Regions from separate parts of the Mus musculus genome. Here region 1 is linked to region 2. The links are chromatin contacts, called in public promoter capture Hi-C maps. All regions are on one chromosome and are shown on one strand. The core of a region is the stretch at or near the end of the contact, and the rest is flanking DNA. Distances in the headings are between cores, read along the strand shown. Region 1 holds the start of Serpina7 (serine (or cysteine) peptidase inhibitor, clade A (alpha-1 antiproteinase, antitrypsin), member 7). Region 2 has its middle 46 kb from the start of Serpina7.

The links. Promoter capture Hi-C pulls out the DNA fragments that hold promoters and counts their contacts.
Region 1: a contact with region 2 is called in a promoter capture Hi-C map of liver, with 4 times the contacts expected there. The contact joins the promoter of Serpina7 here to the enhancer-like site in region 2. A contact is called at or near these places in 2 of 39 promoter capture datasets (both in liver), 6 of 484 Hi-C or Micro-C datasets (all in liver), 2 of 115 datasets of contacts at active chromatin or transcription factors (embryonic stem cells and hepatocytes) and 3 of 9 other capture datasets (adipose tissue, liver and pancreatic islet).

The regions. Positions count from the first base shown.
Region 1 is chrX:139,082,882-139,089,894 of GRCm38.p6, forward strand. It overlaps Serpina7 (serine (or cysteine) peptidase inhibitor, clade A (alpha-1 antiproteinase, antitrypsin), member 7), which reads right to left and starts at 2,338. Exons shown (of 6, transcript NM_001382372.1): 1 at 2,307-2,338; 2 at 924-1,017; 3 at 190-837. The coding sequence starts at 820. It overlaps 4930513O06Rik (RIKEN cDNA 4930513O06 gene), which reads left to right and starts at 3,362. Exons shown (of 4, transcript NM_029174.1): 1 at 3,362-3,514.
Region 2 is chrX:139,035,480-139,042,329 of GRCm38.p6, forward strand. No RefSeq gene overlaps it. Among named protein-coding and RNA genes, the nearest start is that of Serpina7, 46 kb to the right of the region's middle. Within about 2 kb of position 2,897, at least 4 of the 459 cell types and tissues checked have an H3K27ac peak or open chromatin away from gene starts, as enhancers often do. A contact at or near this core is called in hepatocytes and liver, where this site is marked.

The DNA of each region.
Region 1 (7,013 bases), core at 1,088-3,587, 47 kb after region 2:
ATGTAGCCTGATAGGATCAGGACATTCATAACATTGTCAACCACATCTCTAAAAGTTTTATCTCCCTAGAAATTTCCTGAATTCATATGTAGAGCTGTGTGTCATCCTGGAATAATCCAATACAATGCACAGATAGGGGCCAATAGTGAAAAATCACTGTGATACATGGGACAACTCTTGACACCTTACCTCTGAAATGAATATAGTTCACCAGAATCATGATAATATTCAGTTTGAGGCCTTGAATTAAGCCTACAATTTTCCCTTTGGTTTGCTTCTCCACATAACTGTTGATCTTGTGCTGGGCTGCAGAAACATTGGAGAAGTCAGTAGAAAAGACTTCAGTTTCATAGAGGGTCTTGACATCATCCAAAAACTTTGCCAATGGTTTCAGCTGCTGTCCAATGAAAACTGCATTTCCCATCTGCAATTCCAGTTCATTCTTTGGGAAATTCAATGAACAGATCAAATGTTGGAAGCCCTGTTGTAATTCTGTCACGGGAGTATCTGTGAGGTTAAACCCCAACACCTCCAGAATCTGTGTTTGGGTGCTAGAGCCAGATCCAAAAGAAAGCATGGCTAAAGCAACAGATATGCTCACAGGGGAGAAGAAGATGTTCAAATCTGGGTTCTCCACAGAGAGCCTCCGATACAGACTGAATGCAAAGTCAGCATTGATAGATGGCATCTTATAGAGAGTGGCATTTTGTTGGGGCAAATGACAGGTCGTTACTTTGCCTTCAGAGCTGTTATGTGGTGCACAATGGATTGTAGCCTGAAGCCCAAATACCAAGACAAACAGATAGAAGAACACTGACATTCTGGAATGAAGATGATCTACAAAACATGAAGTGAGATAACCGTTGGGAGGGGGTGTAGACATATGAAACAGTTTCTGATTCAGAGAAACATAAGTCACCCACCTTGATTTATAAAACTAAAGCAAGTATTTGATGGTGTGTTCAGCAAGAAATAAGGAGCAGTAGTCTCTCTCCTCACTAAAGACCAGTGACATGTCTACTAGGAAGAAAGAGTAGGAGAAATAGATTGCCTGGGCAACAGATATACGATGTCATGAATTCATTACCATGTAGTAACAACACGTGAAAATACTGATACTAATTTACATTCCTGGAAAACAAATTGCTTGTCATTTGAACTAAAGGCAGTTTATGAGTGTGACGAATCATTAGGCAGAACAAGCACTCCCTCTATTTATGTTACATGCACATTAAAAGTCTGGTTAGTGTGTATGTCAATTTTAAATGGATGTTTTCTTAAGGTAACATTTCTGAAATGACAAAATGAGAACAACCCCTACAAGAAATGACTAGTTGGGCTGGAAGAACAATAGTTTATCAAGTCATGTACAACATAACAAACCAACACTCATGCACCTGTGCAATGTATGGGAGCCACAAGAGTATTTTTCAAACAAGAGGAAAATGAAAGTATAACATTCATGTTTTAGAGACTTCATTCTTTTAGTACCAACTGAAGAGTCATTTCTCACTTCTAACAGATCTTATTCTTCTGAGTATGCATATCTTCTTGGAATTATTAGTTTTCTAAGCATAAAACAGTACAAAGAAACAAAGAGCCAGATGTAGAGACACAATAATCATACACCAGTAGTTTAAAAGAAGAGATCCATGGGGCCAGTATAAGACCCCTTCCTAAGACTGTCATGTTCTTTATGAGTAGCCTTGTCCTAGGTATAAACTGCTATAATATAGAAATCCTCCTAATCCATACTGTCTTACAAAATCCTTACTCATCTACCCAGTTGCTATTTATCCACTAGGACTTCAGCCTCCTTTGGAATATATGTTTCCAAATGTAAACACCTTCTCTCTCTTAACTCCACGAACCTACTCCTTCATTTTCAATCCATATCTCAATATACTCCACCACTGTTTATAGACAGACCCAGATCAAAAGGGCTTGCTTTGTTTTTGTTCATCACCTCTAATGGTCATGATGACCAATGGATACTGCCTAAATACATATGAATTTCTTTTCACTCCATCTCTACAGTCACTTGCCATTGCCTAAGCTTAAGGCCTTAATGAATTTATCAGCTCCTAGCAGGACAGAGGGCCTCTTATCCTCTCCAACCTTCCTTCGTCCACTCTTAGGTCAAATCTCTACTTCATCACCAGAGTACTCTTCCTATCAAAGTCATTAAGGCTGGTTAGAGGGTCAATTATCAGATGAGCACTCTTGCCTCCTAAACAAAATCACAGGTATTTGGGCCTCTGACTTGTTAGCAATGTTCAATGTTCCCAAGGAGAAAAACTACTTACAGCACATGCCCAAGAAGCCACTTGCATCTCTCAGATAGCAACACCATTCAGTCTTTATAACATGCCCTCTATTGCAAAACTAGAGCATTCCTGGTTACAAATTAACCATGCCATGAACTCTGGGATGACATTTGCAAAGCTGATGCACAAAACAAAGACCAAGTGGAAAAAAAAGGGCTTAAAAATTAAGGTTTGTACTCTGGGTAAAATTTAGATAAGATTTGGCTTCTGCATACATACTTCATTCAAAATAGTTCTTCCTGTCAGTGTTAGGCCATGATTACATTTGAGAAGAAGGTTTACAGACAAGAGACTTGGGGACTCTTTTGAATTGGTGTTATAGGATGGTTTGTGTATATGTGGAGAACATGTTGTCGAAACTAGGCTTTTTAGTGCTCAAAGGGAAACGCGTCATTTCTTCTGATCACTAAAATCCACTACACCTCCCCCTAACCCAAGGACTCCAAAATATAGTACAAATGGGGCCAGGAATGTGGAATTAAGACTACTAGCTTCTTACTGAGATTGGCTGTGTGCTAAATACAAAGAAGCAGATGAGACAAACAGATTTCATTCAGAAACTCCAGTTTAGCCTCTGTCACTTTCTAGGTATAGTGATACTGATAAAAGTGACTTCTCTACTATTTGACCATGCACAGGACAAGACACAAAGTATCTGATTTCCCACATGGCTACCTCAAGAACTACCTTAAGGGACAATTTGTTAATCAAGGGAGTAGGGAACTATCTGGGCTAGTTCAAGTTAATGCTACATATAGTTTATGGAAGGACTTGAAATCTAAAATAAATATGAAACACTTAAACTTAACTCAATTGGGAAGACACTGGGGGTGGTGTAGAAAAGAAAGTGGGGTCAGTAAGGGTGACTATATTATGTAATTTACATTTTCAATCAAATACAGTAAAGCTCTATAGTAACAAAACACCAGATTGAGCACTAGGGTTTTAAAGCTTAATACAGCGCATTCATACTTCATCATAGTGGTCATTATGATCTCATGACCCCACTTCCCAAACTCAGTTGGTCACATCTCACATACAGGATGGTCACTGGTCCCAGAGAAAGACCATACCAAGTTTGAGTCTCTTGACTTTTAGTTCAGTTAGAATTCTACCCTAATAATACAACATATTTTCTGTTTTCTCAGATGCTGTAAGATCCAGTAAACCCTTGGAGAAGACACAAGGTAAGAAAAGAAAATTCTAAACCTGTGCCCTCTGGTGGCATATTTGGACAATGGCATAGGTTCAGGTTTTCAATGAAAATTAACTTAAGGAATCAGATGGGACACACACACACACACACACACACACACACATATATATATATATTCATACATATATACATACTACATACACACATACATATACATACTTACCTACTGGCATACATACATAATACATACATACATACAAACATACATACATACATACATACATACATACATACATACATACATACTAGGGAAACAGAGGCAGGAAGATCAAATTATGAATTTTAAGCCAGTGGGTTACACAATGAGACAACAGCTGAAAACTAAAACAACCAATTTTTAAAAGAACTTAGTCAAGTACACACCAAGCACTGACTTGATCCCTCCTAAGGAAAGTGGACAATAGTCTAATACCAAACCTTACTTCACAAAGTTCCCAGTACCTCTACTTGATGAAGACCAAGCTTTCAACACATGAACTCTTAGCAGACACATCAAAACCATACTGAAACTATACAAAAATATTGTTCAGAAGCTCATTTCACAGTGCCTACCTTACCCATTCTGAGATTTCAAAAACTCCTAATTCTTTTCCATTTCATCAGCAGAAATTGGTTTCTCCTCTCACTGAAATATACAACCTATACTTCTGCTTTCAGCAAACACATTCTTTTGTTAATTTTTTTATTCTTTTATTCTTATTTTACAGTCCACTCTTCATCCCTCTCCCAGTCTACCCCCTGACGGCTCCCCATCCCATACCTCCTCCTCCCTTCTTTAAGAGGATGTACCCATCCTCCCACCCTCCCACCCCTGACCCCTCTACCCTCCTACCCCTTCAGACCTCCCCACTCCCTGGGGCCCCAAGTCTGTCGAGGGTTAGGTATATCTTCTCTCACTGAGGCCAGACCAGGCAGTCTTCTGCTGTATATTTGTCGGGGGCCTCATATCAACTGGTATATGCTGCCTGACTGGTGGCTCAGTGTCTGAGAGATCTCAGGGATACAGGTTAGTTGAGACTGCTGGTCTTCCCATGGGGTCACCCTCCTCCTCAGCTTCTTCCAGCTCTTCCTCAATTCAACCACAGGAATCCCCAGCTTCTATCCAGGTGTTGTCCTGGTTGGGTATCTGCATCTGACTCAGCTGTTTGTTGGGCCTCTTGTAGGGCAGCCATGCTCGGTGCCTGTCTGCAAACACACCATAGCATCAGCAACAGTGTCAAGTCCTAGGGCCTCCTCTTGAGCTGCACCCCAATTTGGGCCTGTCACTGGACAGGTTCTTTTCCTCTGTTTGTCTCTGTGGTTCCTTTAGACAGGAACAATTCTGGGTCAGAGCTTTTAACCATAGAATGGTAAACCCATTCCTCACTTGATGCCCTGTCTTTCCACTAGAGGTAGACTCTACAAGTTCCCTCTCCCCACTATAGGATATTTAATCTAAGGTCTCTCCTCTTATAATTATATTTAGCATAGTTTTAGCATTGTGTTAAGCTAATCTCAATAGCACAGTGACTAGAACATAACTTAAAAGTGTTACCATTTCAATTAATTCATTAAGATCCCAAATTATGTACATTAATTTTGATAAATACCCTAATTTGTTGCCATACAATACCTTCCAAATTTTATTTTATAAATGTTTAATATTTATTCAGTTACTTTCATGCTTACACTTCTCCTCCTGGTTTCATTTGATATTTGACCTCCCAAATAGTCTAAGAGAAAGAATGGGACCTCATTGTGTATATAGATGTAGAGAAAATAACAGGTATGGAATGGTAAGAGAAGCAAAGTAGCTTCCTTCTGGTTATATAAGGTTTAAAGGTTTGTAAGTCCTGGGTCTTTAAGCAAAGGAGAAACAGCTTCATGAGACTAAGAAAAAGATTGTGACTGCTAAAAAGGGAGCCTCAGTAATTTTCTCAGTGAAGGTTATATAGTTCTTCCAATGCTTTCATTCATGATTTCTTAGGGTTTTTTTGTTTGTTTGTTTGTTTGTTTAATTGACTAACTTTGATAAAAGTGACTTATCAATTCTGGGAAAAAATGAGCAGCTTTGGAATTTGGCAATCCCCATGATCAAATCCTGAACATATACTTTGACTTCCAGGTGCAATCCAAGAAATTCCACTTGCCTAGTATTATATGACTTGAACACTTGAGCCTAGAACCTCAGGGTTTTGACATGGTTAGAGTTAATTGTTAACTTGGCAAATGTTAGATCAGCTGAATGCTAGATCAACTGTATGTAATAGATATCCTGGACTGTCAAGCCAAGCATGAACATGCATGCATTCATTGCTCTCTTCCTGTGTGTGTGTGTGTGTGTGTGTGTGTGTGTGTGTGTGTGTTTTATTAGACATTTTCTTCATTTACATTTCAAATGATATCCCAAAAGCCCCCTATACCCTCCCCCGACCCTGCTCCCCAACCTACCCACTCCTGCTTCCTGGCCCTGGCATTCCCCTGTACTGGGGCATATGATCTTCACAAGACAAGGGGCCTCTCCTCCCACTGATGGCCTACTAGGCCATCCTCTGCTATATATGCAACTAGAGACACAGCTCTGGGAGGTACTGGTTAGTTCATATTGTTGTTCCTCTTATAGGGTTGCTGACCCCTTTAGCTCCTTGGGTACTTTCTCTAGCTCCTTTTTTAGGGGCCATGTGATCCATCCAATAGATGACTGTGAGCATACACTTCTGTGTTTGCCAGGCACTGGCATAGCCTCACAAGAGAGAGCTATGTCAGAGTCCTGTCAGCAAAATCTTTCTGGCATATGCAATAGTGTCTGCATTTGGTGGTTGTATATGGGATGGATCTCCTTCTTCTGACAGTGGACATATTATGACCAGATGCTTCACTCTCAAGCTCCTTCTGCCTTGCTTCCCTGGCACCATATAATCAGCTCGATATAAGCTGAATAAAATCCTTTCTTCACTAAGTTGATTTTTTCAGCGAACTTTATCATACCAACTGTCTTAATGTACCTATAGTGCTGGTCCTAAACCTACCTTCCAAATATTTCAGAACTGCATTATCTATGGTATCATAACATTGTACACAATTCCTTCTGGCTCATCACCTAATATCATCATAGGCTCATAATCATGAAATTAACTGGCCTTACTATACATCTCATTACTCTGAATAAACTAACCTAATAAAGTATAAAAGTCCTTTTTGAGAAGAGAGTTATAGAACCAGACAGAGGAAAATATATTGCAAGTCTGGCCTATAGGCTCTGTACTATGGTATATGATGTCTATCATTACCTAAAATATGTTGCCAGTTTTCTACTATCTAAGAGTCCAGGAATGATAATGAATAATCTCATCATCTCCCCCTGCTGATCTACTAGGGGCATTCTTGAGTCCTCTCCCTCTGAAAGACATCCTCTGTTCTTAATTCAAACAAGTAAATGCTCCCAATACGAGTTCCAACATGTTTCAACATAAGTTTGAATAAACAAGAAA
Region 2 (6,850 bases), core at 1,647-4,146:
AGGGGCCTCTCTTTCCACTGATGGCCGACTAGGCCATCTTCTGATACATATGCAGCTAGAGACACGAGCTCCGAGGTACTGGTTAGTTCATAATGTTGTTCCACCTATAGGGTTGCAGATCCCTTTAGCTCCTTGGGTACTTTCTCTAGCTCCTCCATTGGGGGCCCTGTGTTCCATCCAGTAGCTGACTGTGAGCATCCACTTCTGTGTTTGCTAGGCCCCAGCATAGTCTCACAAGACAGCTATTTTTCATTCTTAATGTTTCAGATATCGTTGAAGCAGGATAGAAACACTGGGAAATTTAAGGAAACATAGAAAGGGAAAGTATACCAGCACCCTGGAAGAGTTAAGCCAGCTCAGTGTCAACAATTCCCCCACAATTGATAACACTCGCTAGGAGGTTGCCTATGAAGAGACAATATTCCTTTTCCATGAAGATATTGGGGGGGGGGGCTGAAAAGATAGATTAGACGATAAGAATGAATGCTGCTCTTGCAGAGGTCCCTGGTTTTGTTTCTGATACTCACAACGTGACTCATACCCATCTGTAATTGTAGTTTCGGGGGGGGGGGGTTCATGTCCACCTCTGGTCTCAGTGGACATTGCATATATATGGTCCATAGACATACATGCAGGCAAAATACCCACATATATTGGGTTAGTGGCTGTTCTATTGCTGTGAAGAGACACCATGACCGTGGCAACTCTTACTAAAGAAAGCATTTAACTGGGTCCTTTCTTACAGTTTCAGAGGGTGAGTCCATGATCATATCGGTGGGGCACATGGCAACACACAAGCATGCACTGCTTTGGAGAAGTAGCTGAAAGCTACATCCTGATCCACTGGCAGGAGAGAGGGGCGGCACTGGATATAGACTTTTTAAACCTAAAAGCCCACTCCCAGTAGCACACCTCTTTCAACAAAGTCACACTTTTTTCAACAAAGCCATACTTTCTAATTATTCCCAGATACCTCTCTAACTGGGGACCAAGCAAATACAACAACAGCCTATGCCCTATGCGGGTGAATCCACTCAAACCACCACATTTGACTCCTTACTCCCCACCTCTACCCAGGGACTTTGACCTGGAAAAAAAGAGTTGAATCTTTTAGTCTGGGCCATCTGAGTATAGACACTGGTGCTGAGAACAATGTAGACAATGACTGTCCAGCAGAGAGGAAGAATATTAGTAAGTGGCCTAGAGGCCATTCTCTCATTGTTTTGGTAAAGCATGGCATAAAAGCATTTATGCCTTTGTCTTCTGCCAGAGGCTAAATTGTAGAATTTGGGATTAATGGGAATTTTCTGAAGAGATTTCAAGACAGTCTAGTACTGAGTAGAACCACATGGTTAGTAGTAATCATTCTATTAGAGACCTTCAATGTGAGTGGGTCAAGGAAAATACAAAATGTGAGGAGAAAAAGGACACCAGGAAGGGTGATGTTGGAGCCATATTCTATACTTGAGGAGATAAAAAGTTTGAAGAATAGCCTGAGCTAAATGGAATAAAGGGAGTAGTGACCTCAGAGCAAGGCCCCACACAGCTAAACTTTCATCTTGTAAAAAGAAACTGAAGGAAAACTTCAGCCGTGAAGGAAACCATCAACAAGTTAAGGCTTCTGCAAATACTTGTCACCCAGGTGTAGGCATACATTTTTCTCAATCTACTTTAATAAGTGTTCAACCTTCCATCTATCCTACTACCCACTACAGATAGTGGAAAAGAACAGCTATTAAAAACACAGGGAAAGTAGACCTACTGAGAAATAGTTCTTAGGGGGTGAGTCCAGTCTTTGTTGTAAGGATATCAGCAGTTCAGTCCCATAGCAAACATCAAATACAATTCAGCAGCTGCAGTCCAGTCTTCTTGGCAGGCAAACACCAGGCACGAACCAGCAACTACAGTTGAATCCCAAAGAAACTGCAAGGCTATCCAACTGGCCTGAAGCCACAGAAGCAGCAAGAAGCTGCAGGAACCTCATGAGAAGTTCTTTGGTGAGTTTCTCTCTGGCATCACCACAAGTGCAGCTCAGCAACACAACACAAGGTGAGCCAATATATATTTGTCATCAGTGAAGAATAGGGCAGCAGAGCAAAGCAAACCAATGGTCCAGCTCCCACTGTTGGTGGGATCATATTTATATTCCTTCAAACAAGGGGCCCAGGTTTCAGACCTTGCTGTCAGTAGAAGGTGGAAGTTTCAGAGCTGCTCCGGCTTGAAAGTCAAAAACAAAAAAGTTTGTGCAATCTGCCTCCATGATTAAGGAAAGCTTCTGAGGCCAGTTATAAGACAGGAGAGCCTCTGCATAAGGGCTCAGAGAGACCAATGCATGAAGCATCAAAATTGAAGCCTTCCAAAACTCCAATGTCAGGATGCCAGAGTCCTGGGCTACCTGCCAAGGAAAGTGGCACACCTGCTGTGGAACTAGCTCAGGAGAAAGAAATGTATTGTAATCAACAAAGTTGAAATGAGTTGGAGATCTGAAGAGAACTTTGGAGACATGGAGATATAGAATTTGGAGTTTGCTCTGCTTTTTTTCAGTCTTTATTCTATTCCCTTCCTTTGGGAATGGCAATGCCTTTTCTGTATAATGTATATTGTATGTTGGAAGTGTGTGGTCTGCTTTTTTTTATTTTTATTTTTCCAACTTAGCAGGAGACATGGCTCAGTCAACAAAATGCTTGCCACAACAAGCAAGAGGAGCTGAGTTCAGATTTCCATCACCCATGCAGAAAGAACTGGAAACCATAAATTTGTAATCCCAGTTCTGAAGAAGTACCTCAGGGAATTGCTGCTGGCCAATCGTTCTAGCTGAGTCTGTTAACCCCAGATTCAAAGGGAGATCAATCTAGGAAAACAATAAAAATTGTGGCCAAGCCAGGAATGTTGATGCAGACCTTTAGTCCTAGTAATTGGGAGGCAGATCTCTGAGTTTCAGGCCAGCAGCCCGGTCTACCTAGCAAGTATAGTGGCAGGCAGAGGCTTCATAGTAAGGGCATGTTTCAAAGTTAATTAACTAATTAATTAATTAGATATTGAAGTGATGAAAGAAGATATCAGATGTTAACTTAGAGTATCTGCACATTTATGCATATGCTAGTGTACCCACATATGCCCCTACACATAAACATCTACACACAAAACTCCAGGGCTAGTTTTTTCTTGCTCATTTTATTAATGGTATGCGAAGTTGTATTGATGTTTCTGTACAGAAGTCCTCAGATTGCTTCAAGTGGCAATGGAATTGATCCCTGGTCCACGCAATATAAACTAATTGCAAACTATTTGAAAGTGAAGGGCACACCATGGAGATTTCAACCAGTTGAAATACTTATATAAAGAGATTATTTAAATGAATCACCTAAGAAAATGCTTTTGGAAAGGAAAAAATATAGATTTAAAATTGTATAATCTTTACATGTGCTAGTTGGAAAACTGAAGCCCATAAAATTAAATTTTAATGTCCTGTATCCATATCTCCACTTTTACCTCTACTTTTCACCCTATACAGTTCAGGCCTAACTGCTGCTAACAGCTTAGTGTGTGTGTTGGAACAGCAAAAGTTTAGCAATATGCCTAAACTTTAGTTGTTGGAATATCTGAGACTTTGGAGCTCCTCCTTGAGAAAAATTAAACTGAAAAAGTGCCATTTCCCTGTCTGGGGAATGATCCAAAATGGCTTTTGAGAATTAATCTATTTCATGTTACCTACCATTATGTGATTCACCAAATTCCAATAGGAGATATATAGTAGAATCAGGGTTTGTACTCAGGTACCTTTGACTTCAAAAAATCCTAACATTCTGATCCTGGCCCTGCTCTCTGTGGGCTGGGAAGATGCAGGCATTGAGTCTGGAGTCAGGAAATAAGTAAAGCAACCTCATAGGGGATTTTTCCTAAAATAGACTGCATAATAGACTCACAAGCAGCAAAGAGGCCCTAGGTTTGTTAGGAGCAGAACAGAGAGCAAATATGACATTTGTCACAGTGCCATGGGGAAGGGAAATATAAACTGAAGCAAGGCCTTGCAAAACTCCCTCAGTGAAGTTAATCATTCGCAGAGACACAAAACAAATACATGATAGGAGTAGACACAATCAGCCTAGATCTTTTTTTGGTCATTTCATCCAGATTCTGGGAAGTGTAATACGTCAGAGATGAGAGAGAGAGAGAGAGAGAGAGAGAGAGAGAGAGAGAGAGAGAGAGAGAGTTGCAAGCTTTATTGTTCTCTATGGTTCTTTTGCTTAATTTTTGTATTGAGATTTTTTCTCTCTTTCTTTTTTTAATATTTTTATTACGTATTTTCCTCAATTACATTTCCAATGCTATCCCAAAAGTCCCCCATACCCTCCCCCCCTCCCCTACCCACCCACTCCCACTTTTTGGCCCTGGCATTCCCCTGTACTGGGGCATATAAAGTTTGCAAGTCCAATGGGCCTCTCTTTCCAGTGATGGCCGACTAGGCCATCTTTTGATACATATGCAGCTAGAGACAAGAGCTCCGGGGTACTGGTTAGTTCATAATGTTGTTCCACCTATAGGGTTGCAGATCCTTTTAGCTCCTTGGGTACTTTCTCTAGCTCCTCCATTGGGAGCCCTGTGATCCATCCATTATCTGACTGTGAGCATCCACTTCTGTGTTTGCTAGGCCCCGGCATAGTCTCACAAGAGAGAGCTATATCTGGGTCCTTTCAGCAAAATCTTGCGAGTGTGGGCAATGGTGTCAGCGTTTGGAAGCTGATTATGGGATGGATCCCCGGTTATGGCAGTCTCTAGCTCCAAACTTTGTCTCTGTAACTCCTTCCATGGGTGTTTTTTTCCCAATTCTAAGAAGGGGCAAAGTGTCCACACTTTGGTCTTCATTCTTCTTGAGTTTCATGCGTTTAGCAAATTGTATCTTATATCTTGTGTATCCTAAGTTTCTGGGCTAATATCCACTTATCAGTGAGTACATATTGTGTGAGTTCCTTTGTGATTGGGTTACCTCACTCAGGATGATGCCCTCCAGGTCCATCCATTTGCCTAGGAATTTCATAAATTCATTTTTTAATAGCTGAGTAGTACTCCATTGTGTAAATGTACCACATTTTCTGTATCCATTCCTCTGTTGAGGGGCATCTGGGTTCTTTCCAGCTTCTGGCTATTATAAATAAGGCTGCTATGAACATAGTGGAGCATGTGTCCTTCTTACCGGTTGGGACCTCTTCTGGATATATGCCCAGGAGAGGTATTGCTGGATCCTCTGGTAGTACTATGTCCAATTTTTATAAATGAATTAAACCTGTTTTGATCAATTTTATTCCCATTCCTTCCTCTCTAGCTTCTCCCCTAGCTCCCCACATAACACACACTCGTATTATTAAGCTTACTAAGCCCATTTAGTACTGTCTGCATAGACATGTGTAAAACCATCTACTGAAGCACGCATAGTCTCACAAGAGCCACATCTCTGTAGAAAACTGACTCTTCCTTTCCAAGTAGCTATCAGTTTCCAATAGCTTTTCATCACAGTGCTGAACTTACTTAGTTTACTCTTTCATGCCACATTTAGAATGCTCAATCCATATGGAGGTCTGTTTTGTTCTGTCTTATACAAAACATGTACTTCTACACTTCCACTGATGTGTGTGAAATGCAATAATCAGTGCATGGGTCATCTAGAGGATGTGTAAAGCCCTTCCTTTGGATAGAGGTGTTGTGATTCTAGTATCATATTTCCAATTCCTAACTGACTTCTGGGAAACTAGTGATTCCTTCTCAAAACTCGGTAAAGATTTCTGACTACATTTGTTTATTGCCTCTATTTACCTTGTGACTGACTGACTTTCTGCTGCAACACTAAGTAACTTTGGAAAGAGGCCACTATTGCTGTCATTACCCTTTTTACAACCATTTCCCAAGAGGTAGATAAAACCATAGTCCAGATGAGGTAGTTAGACTGCATAGTAAACTCACTAAATACCCATGTAAGGCACATGAATGAGTTCCTTAGCCTTCTCTAACTCTATTTCCTCATCTCTATAGTGAGGATAATATTGGTACATGTCTACCTCCAAGTAATGTTTTTATCAACATTATTACTGTTTCTATGGAATAATAAATTAGTGGTTTGTTTCATTCTTGTGTATGAATCAAATGAGTTTGTTCAGACAGATGAATGGTTTTGCAAGTTCCATGACAGGAAAGAAGACATTATAAAGAGAGACGCATGTGCCTCTTGCATTGTCCATCAGACTACTGAAGCTATGAACCACAAAGAAGTAAATTTTCCACAGGAATGTCATCCCAGGGAGACAGGAACAGCTGTCATTCTAGCTAGAGGCAGAAGTTGTCTCCTAGAAAAAGATTTCACACAACACAAAAACTTCAATTAACATATACATGTTTTCTGAGTTTTGTTTCTTCTTCTTTTTTCTATACAATTATAACACTGCAAATTGGAGGAAAGGAATTCAGAGTATTTCTCTCCTCAGTTTGGCTAAACTGTAAAACCAGGCAGTTTCCTTTATTTTCTTCTTGATGTAATTAAGATATGAAGAGGCTTTTATGTATCTGTGGCAGATAATAATTCAGGGACCCAGCCTCATTTCTGTCTTATAACTGCCTCTTCTGTACCCTTTCACTCTGAAATATCCTACATGAAGCTGACAAACTGAATAAGGTGATGATAAGATGGAATATCTGCCTCTCCATCGCCTTGGCAAAGTTGTAGTACAAATTCCTTCCACAAGTCACAACATCCATCCAGACTTAAGTTATTCTGAGAAATACAAACTGTGCATAAGCCACTGTTTTTCAACAATATATTTGTCCAAATGGAAGGCATGGAATGGACATTTGAAAGGTG